Regions from separate parts of the Columba livia genome. Here region 2 is linked to region 1. Evidence: chromatin contacts called from public Hi-C data. All regions are on one chromosome and are shown on one strand. Each heading gives the region's core, a stretch centred on a gene start, on an enhancer-like site or on the middle of the called end of the contact. The rest is flanking DNA. Distances are from core to core; before and after follow the strand shown.

What was found. A called contact is a pair of places that touch in the nucleus more often than the background predicts.
Region 2: a Hi-C map of crop shows a contact between it and region 1, with 4 times the contacts expected there. The contact joins the enhancer-like site here to the promoter of HOXA13 in region 1.

What each region holds. Positions count from the first base shown.
Region 1 is chr2:36,379,374-36,383,456 of bColLiv1.pat.W.v2, reverse strand. HOXA13 (homeobox A13) reads left to right here and starts at 2,056. Exons shown (of 2, transcript XM_065051395.1): 1 at 2,056-4,083. The coding sequence starts at 3,873.
Region 2 is chr2:36,752,289-36,756,609 of bColLiv1.pat.W.v2, reverse strand. The region is part of intron 2 of JAZF1 (JAZF zinc finger 1); the gene reads left to right. Among named protein-coding and RNA genes, the nearest start is that of TAX1BP1, 110 kb to the right of the region's middle. Within about 2 kb of position 1,434, at least 1 of the 3 cell types and tissues checked has an H3K27ac peak away from gene starts, as active enhancers do.

The DNA of each region.
Region 1 (4,083 bases), core at 807-3,306:
GTACTCTGCCGACAAACTCCATATTTGCAAAACCTGACATTCAGCTGAAAGGACTTTTGGTTTCCCTAAGAAAATATAAATTTTAAGGCCTCTTCAGTAAAATAAGTGGCCGTATTCCTATCACATGGGGACATTTACAAATAATTTACACTTTCTCGTTTAAGGCCAAAATCCTACAGTCCTCACTGCGGCAAGACTACCTTTGGTTTCCTGGTGTCAGGAGCACACAGTTGCTTGGTTCAAAGCACTTGTAAGGGCCAAATTCTGCCCTTGCTTACACCTGCGGAGTGGGCTAAATGCATCTGATCGCTCTCAGTGCAGCCAAGAGAAGCAAATGCCACTAAAAGATTTTGTAATACCTGAAATAGGCATGGCCGTGCATTGCGAGGGGTGACTGCCCCCGAACAGGAAAACCAGATAGAAATTGCCTAGCTCTGAAAGGCTTCAACACGTTTTAAAATCCTCCTACTGAACATGGTTGTTCATCCTCTTGCTCCCCAAGGAATTAATACTCGTTTTAGGGGAAACGATTTTATAGATGTGTTTCTCTCAAAAATATTTTACATGCTATATAAATGCAAAGCAGTTTGGAGGTTTGCATCAAATCTCTTAGAAAATGTTGTGGCTTTACTATACGTTTGGATTTGCTGTATCCTATGTTTATTTCCCATGAAAGAGACAAAAATCTTGGAAGAAGCATCGACTGGTCTGTCGGTCGCGTGCATGGAAGCATTCAATTAGCAAGTTAGTTTTCCAAAAAGAAGCTTTTATAGAGCTTGCCCAAGCGAATCAGTGGCGCTGAGTAAACTCTTTCTTAGTTTTGCTTAATTTATCTACCGCATCCCAAGCCTTAAACTGTAAAAAATAAAAGCTCCTCCACAATTGGTAAGGAGCAGTATATGTTCAAGGCTGAGGGGTAAGTTCGGGCATATTTTTATCCCTGGTGTTCATTACAGGGTCCATGATTTTCGAAGAACATCTGTTCTGCTCGATGCTTTCAGCCCTCACGGTTCCGTTATAATATCTAATCGGAGATACCTATTAAGGCAGGAAGCTGGGGAATGAAAACTGGGTATTGGGGCGGAGGGAGAGAAAATAGTTGACGAGGTTTTCCTCCTCTCTCGATGTCGATAGTTCGTTAAATTCAGTCAAACTCGGAAAGCAAAACAAAGGCGTAAATTCGCGTGTCCGGTAATAACCATTTTTCTGCTGCTGCATACGCACCCTGCAGATGCCATTTTGCCTATTTTGAGGAAACGGTCCCATTCTCTGATTCCCACCCACATCATGGCAAACAGGGGAAGGGGATAGTTGTATCACTGCTCCTATCAGCAGTGAAAAGCACGGCCCTCTTCCCTCATGATTAAACAGAGCTCTAGAGCGAGAGAGAGATGGAGAGAAGGGAGAAAAGAGAGCTCTTTAATCTGATCTCCCTTTCGCACACAGGGCTGGAACAGCCCCAAGCGGGTAAACAAAACAAAAAAACAACCAGCAAAAACTCAGCCGACCGGATACACGCCCCCCCTCCTCCCCTCTTTTGCTCCCCTCCCAACCTTCCACCACTTGTATAGTTTGTACTGGGGCTGAAATCTATAGTTTCACATGGCTTCTCCCTCCTTATGGAAAGGGGTTTGAAAAGTAGATGCATGGCAGCGAGAAACGCTCCACGGCTGAGGGAGAGTTTGGAGAGGGGAGCGGACTGGGGAGGGGGGGAGAGGTGAGTGGGGAGATTAGTGGTCTCATGGCTACCCGCTTTTTAGCAAATCAGACAGATCTTCGGACTGTGAATGACAGTTCTCACATTGGCTAGACTGCAACTTTCAACTTGACCTTGGCCTCTAGCCGTTTCTAACCCGTATGTAAAACAGAGCTGCCCCATAGAGCTGCTTTCCCTTCCCCCCTCTCCCCCCCACCCCGCCCCGCTGCAATGCGATTTTCAGAAGCAGCCACGAGAAACTAGAGGGAAACAAATCGACCCAATTCATGCCAGTAGAGCAATGTTTGGCCGGGGGAATCTACAGGTTTCAAAACTGGAGCTTGAAAGAAAAGGAAAAATATGCGGGGAATAAATATTTGCTTTTGGGCATGAGGAAGAATGCGGAAAAGAGTATGCGAAGTCAAAATGGGAACTCTTTATTGGCTACAACGAAGGAAAAAAGCGGGTAAAATGTTGCCAAATTATCAGGGGAATGACAGCGACTTCAGGTATCCCAACCCATCGCACGGCAAAAAGCACCTTGAAAAAAATCCATGGGCGCCAAAAGGCTGTTTCTCATGGTTGGCAGCTCTGCGCTAGGCAAGGAAAAGCCTGCTCGGTAACAATGTACGTCCCGGGACTGCTCTGCGCTTGTAGCCATGCGGGCAAAACAATGCTACAACGTCAATAGGAAGCACAATAGGATAATAAATACGCCGAGCTGTCAGGCGCAAAACAAAGCAACATGCAATTGCAAAAAAAAAAAAAAAAAAAAAAAAATACAAAACACCAAAAAATTAGTTTTCAGGATGGAAGTATTTGGGGCTGTTTTGTCCACAGGCGTGAGGACTGAGCGCTGCTAACGATGAGACGAACGCTGCTTTAGGTCAAGTTTATTGATAGAGCGTTTTGAGCTCAAGGTTGTGCGCGAATAGCTTCAAGGTTGTGTGCGAATAGCTGAATGCTGGAGGGAAACGCATCCGCGCCGCTGAGAGGTGCGTGGAATATTAAAAATGTAAATTATTTTGCCCAGTGAAAAATTATAACATTTATCATTAAAAGGGAATACGATTGTTTTTCCTAGCTTTCACTTGCAGAGAAGTAAAACCTAAAAAAAACCAAAACCAAAAACAAAAACAAAAACAAACAACAAAACCAGCCAAAATACATTTCTCAGCACAAAAAAGCACCGTGGGTCCATATGCACACTGTACAAGCCAACGTGATATTTTACAGCCAAAGAAGATTCAAGACGAATTGTAGGCCCCGGGGTTTACTATTATAGCAACAAATAATACAGCGGAATCGCGATGGAGATCCGATTAACCGTCCCTCTCCCCGAGCCTATCCTGAAAGGTAATAACAAATAAAATCGGGATTTCCTGATCTTTTCCTCTTATCTGACTCCTGAGGCTTTGTGGCGAGAGGAGCGAGATGGGTCCTGGGCTTTCAACGGGCAGGAAGGAAGGAGGAAAACACCCAGAAAGGACCCCGTGAGACTCCTCTTCGAGACCTTTATCAGGCCCGGCAGTTTGCGGCGGGCTCCCCGCGCCACCCGGCCGGGGCCCCGCCAGCGCTCCCCGGGGAGAGGCGGCGGTTCAAACCGGGGGAGGAAGAGGGTCAAGGGGGTGCGGCTTATCTCTCCCCGGAGATGAGGGGAGGCCTCCGAGACTTCCGTGGCGCTCGGGGCCCGAGGAAAGCAGCGCAGGGGAGAAATCAGGCGGGGTGCCGGGGGGGAGCCCCGCACCTCGGGGAACGCGCCGCGGCAACAACGGGACCAAAATGCTCACGTCTCGGTGGCGAGGGGAGGGAGGGCCGGAGGGACGAAGGAGGGAGGAGGGAGGAGAGAGGGAGAGAGGGCGGACGGGCGGCCCCCCCGCAGCGCCCTCGCCCCGCGCGGCGGCGGCAGGACTGCGCCGTGCCCGCGCCCGTGCCCGCGCCCCCGGGCCGGGACCCGGCCCCGCGCGGTTATTGCATTATTTAATTATCTCCACTTTATTCCTTCAGATGTTTATCAGCTGCTTTGCATATCACGTGGGGGCGGGCGGCCCAATGAGGGCCGGCCTGGCGCGACACTGGCGCGTCAGCCTTGGTCAAGTCCCGGAGGTTGAGTATCTCTTTTTTCAGTCTTTGGGGCTTTTAAAAAAGAGCCACTAGTCTCAATGCGGAGCGGGCTATGACAGCCTCCGTGCTCCTCCACCCCCGCTGGATCGAGCCCGTCATGTTCCTCTACGACAACAGCCTGGATGAGATCAATAAGAACATGGACGGGTTTCACGCCGGCAGCAACTTCGCGGCGGCGGCGGCGGCCAACCCCTGCCGCAACCTGATGGCTCACCCCGCTCCCCTGGCCGCCCCCAGCGCCGCCGCCTACACCTCCAGCGAAG
Region 2 (4,321 bases), core at 185-2,684, 370 kb before region 1:
CAGTAATTATGGTGTTATTGACTTCTGACATCTAATATTGATAACATAATAATGGGCCTTTCCCCCTTCCCTCTTTTTGTTTCTAAGTTTTAATTTTACTGGGCCCCATTAGGGCACTCCTTTAATATTTTGGACCGTTGCACTTCGGGGCACAAACCTCTGTTAAAAGATATGCCTTGCGCTGGGAGCTGAGCACCTTGTGTAAACCACAGTGCCGAGGGGGGTGTGGGAGACACATAAAAGACACTTGGTACATCCATATGGGGTCACCATCAGGAGTTAGACAGAGACTTCCTTTAGTTTCTCCTGAGATAAACTAGTTTGAAATAGGTGATGTCCAGGAAAAATAAGTAATATCTGCAGATCTCTTACCTGGATCCAAGGCATACTTGACAAAGAGGCTGACTTTTCAGAAAAAACAAATATTAAATTCAGGATTAGCTTTGAAATGCAGGCAAGCAAACTTCATCATATTTGCAGTCCTAAACATATTGCAGAGAAGTGCTCTGCAGTTTTTAATGTCACTAACCAAAATACAAAGACTGAATTGTGGTAGAACAAGATACTAGCAGAACACTTCAGTTAGTGTTACTCATTCTATATTTCCAGACCCATAACGCGATTCTGGTCATGGTGCAGATGTCTGTTTTCCACTCCTGGTAACAGACAGTTTACTGATGGGACAACCATCAGATGCTGGATGTTTTCCTCACCTGGGGGAGATTTTGTGTGGCCTGATGCCTTCTCCGGTAGCAGCCCCATGTTACAGTGACACTGCATCTGCAGGGACTGAGTTTGGGACCTGATGTTGTTAAAAATTTCATTAGCTTTGGCTGCTTCAGTATGAAAAAAAAGGCAGGACCGTCAGCTGGGAGGCATTTGTAAAATCCAAAGTTTCCACAATTTAACCTTATGGAAAGACAGAGTTACAGTGCAAGAATAGCTTACAAGGGCATGTAAGTTTGCAATTTTCTTACTGAAAGGCAATGTGGAAAAATGTAAGACTGGGTGCTGAACCCTATACCCTGTTTTCAGCTCTTCTTGAGTAACTTTCTGCAAGTGTTCATCTCCTCTCATTTGCAAAGCAGAATGCCAGTTATCATGAGGCCTTGGCGGATAATAAAGATGCTGAAGAATGAAACAAACATAAAACTAACATAGTGCATAAAAGTAGCTTGTTTTTTCCAGATTTAGCCATGAAATTGCAGAAAGGCTGTTTAGAACTAGAGGGGTTGTTATGTTATAAGATGCTCCTGAGAAGTGAAAATGGGGAGGACAGAGGGAGGCTGAGGCTGTGCTCTTACCTCTCCCATGTGCACTAGCTGAGGGAGTTTACATGAGGAATATATAACTTATCCTGTAAAGCTGTTTCTCCTTACTTTCTGTAGAAGTACCTTAGGAATCTTTAAAGATAAACATGTGTGGGGGGTTTAAAATCAGTTTTGATTTATCCAGCCCGATTGCCTGGGCACTGGGGAGAGCTCTGTCGTGCTTTTGGGTAAGTGGAGGACCATGTCAACAAGTGGAAAAGGAACGTGGGACCTGAAAACGGATATACGATTGCCTAGTTCCAGATGCAGTTTATAACATATGAGAATAATCAAGCCCTGAAAGGGTAGAAGTAGAACAAGAGGTCCCCTTGCATTCTTTACAGAAATCTGTTGTTAGCGTGATCTTTTGCGCATAAATAGCTGAGGGGTTCTAGACGGGAAGCCTGCTACTTAAGAGCCAAATAAAATCTGTTGTAGTGGATTAGGATAAAACGTACTAAGAACAGCCCCTGTTAGAATCATGTTTATTTCTCATTAGTGTGTAAATTGCAAAGGATTGTCAGCAATAAACTTGGAATTAGTTTGATAAAAGGCATCTTCTACAACTCGTGAAATCTAATAAAATTCATTAATATGCCATGGTCCAAGATTTTCTATAAAGGTTAAGAAAAATATGGCTAAACCTAAATAAAATATTATTAATCATGTGTTTATTCTAGACTTAAGCCATGTTAGCAATTATATTTTCACTTCCTTGTTCAGTAGTTGCAAATAGACCAAAAAATATTGGCAGAAGACTGAACCTTAATTGAAAATAGATACCCTTAATCTTAGAAAAGACCTGAAGAAAATATGTTTAACTGTTAAATATATAAATTAGCCCGTTACCATTAGGAAGAGAAATCAAATTATTCTTTTCAGATTCTGTTATGACCTTGCAGTAAAATGTATAATTTTAAGCACTGCAGAAACTGTTTGTACAGTGCAAGTCATTGCCTTGAAGGCCAAGGAATTTCCTGAAAGAGCTTGTTATTTGGGCAGTAATTATGTTGCCATTGAAGGTGGTGAGTTGGCTGGTGTAGACTTTGTCTTCTTGGCTTTTAGAAGTGAATAGCAGTGGTTTTCTAGATAAGAAGTTCTCTACTGAGGAGCCAGAGGAAACCTAGAACTGTATAAATAAATGAGGAAAAGGCATCTGGTTTTATGAAGGCAATATAAAAGTACACAGGTGTGTGTGTTAGGCGAGCAGCCACACCCCAGAACTCACTCAATTTGCTGTGAAAAATTAATGAAATAGTGTGCAAGTCATCCCAGAGGCTGGTTGGAATTGCTTGTTTTAACGTGGTGTTGCCTTCCCCTGCCATGTTTCTGCAGCACAGTTGGAGAACGTTCCCAGTTGAGTTCAACAAGTGGGAAAGAGAGATTTAGGTGCTTTCTTGTACTGCAGTTTCGCCTGTAAGTAAATACAATAGAAACTAGTTTTGTTTGAAATATCAACAGAGGTTTCCTCCAGCAAACACGAAGTTAGTTGCTTCTTGCTCTGAACTGGCATCTCTCACACTGTAAGAGGCATTGCCCCTGTTTCACTGGTGTATGCGAGGAGAAGCTCAGAATTTGACTGATTTGGCTTAACCTTTATACCAAAATTTCGAACTAGTCCTTTTTTACCCCCCACTTTTTTCATCAGAGCCCTACATGTCCTGGTTTTAATTATTTAATGTTTTTCTTTATTTTTTAAAGAAGACAGATAGTATCTTATGAACCCAGAGGTGATGATTATCCCAACAGAGAAACCAGTTGTGGGCCCTTTCGTCAGTTCCTGGACGATGATGATAGAGGAATGGAAAAAGTACGTTCTGATTCAGCTGTTTATTCCCACATGTAGTTACTAGTTTCTTAGTGATGTTCGTTTCCTTGACTAAGAATTACAAAACCAAGAACAACAGTGGTGAAATAGCCAGAATATTTGAAAGCACGTTATTCCGAAGTGGAAATAAGACATGTGGAGAGCTAAATCTTTATGGCTCTTTGCGCTGATTGTCTTGTTTATCCCCAAGTTTTGCATTTTTTAAAAAAGTGAAACAAAACCGCCACAGAAGCAGCTATTCTTCATGTTTCTTAAAAGGCTAGGTTTTGTACCTCAAACCCTCTCTTTCGTTTACCTGTTAAATCAAGTTATTGTGATGATAACAAAGAGAACCACCACGTAAAGAAGACTGTAGTATTGATGTTATATATCTTTTATGGTCTGTAATTTAGCATTTTTGAATGAAAACTCTTACTGCATCTCTTCTGTGCTAGAGGAAGCTCTCTGAAATTTACCAGAAGTGCAAACACGTGGCCTCATCTTTTGTAGTTACAGAAGTACTTTTCCCTAAGTATTTGATAGCAGGAAGGTAGTTCTTACTTGTGGCCTCATGGGATAAGCTGTATTCAAGCAACGTACAATTCAGAGGCCAACTCTGTAGACTCTTAAGAGTGGTAATACTCACTTCTTGTCTTATGTGTATTATACCTGAAAAAATAAATGGGAGGTTCAGGTTTCGCTTTCCTATGTTACCTCTTCTGTGTAATTTCCCTGGCAAAGTGACTCATAGTTTCTTAATAAAACACAGGAGAAAAAAAAAACCTGCTGATTTTGAGGGTTAAACAAGCTGTGAGATGGGAGATGGCTCATCTGCTCAGTCGTATCTTCTTGATCAGTATCTGGCAGTTGACAATGAGAAGGTGTTCACAGAAACCAGGTATGAGTCTCCTCAGAAAAGGTGTAAATCATCAGAGGAGAGAGATACTTCTCAAAGAGGTAGTTCAGACTAGTCAAATTAAGCCCTTCTCTCTGCATCAAGAGCAATATCAGTGGCATAAACCAGCAAGATGAGGTGAATGAGGTGCAGTGGACTGGAGAGGTAGATTAAGAGGTTTATGTGTATTGCATGGACATGAGTTGGTGGGGACTTGGAAAGATGAATTTGATCTCAGTAGCTAATGGGAGGAGGTTCTTCCCAATCACACGGCAGTGACTTCCAGCTCATCTCATGAAGGAGTAGTTC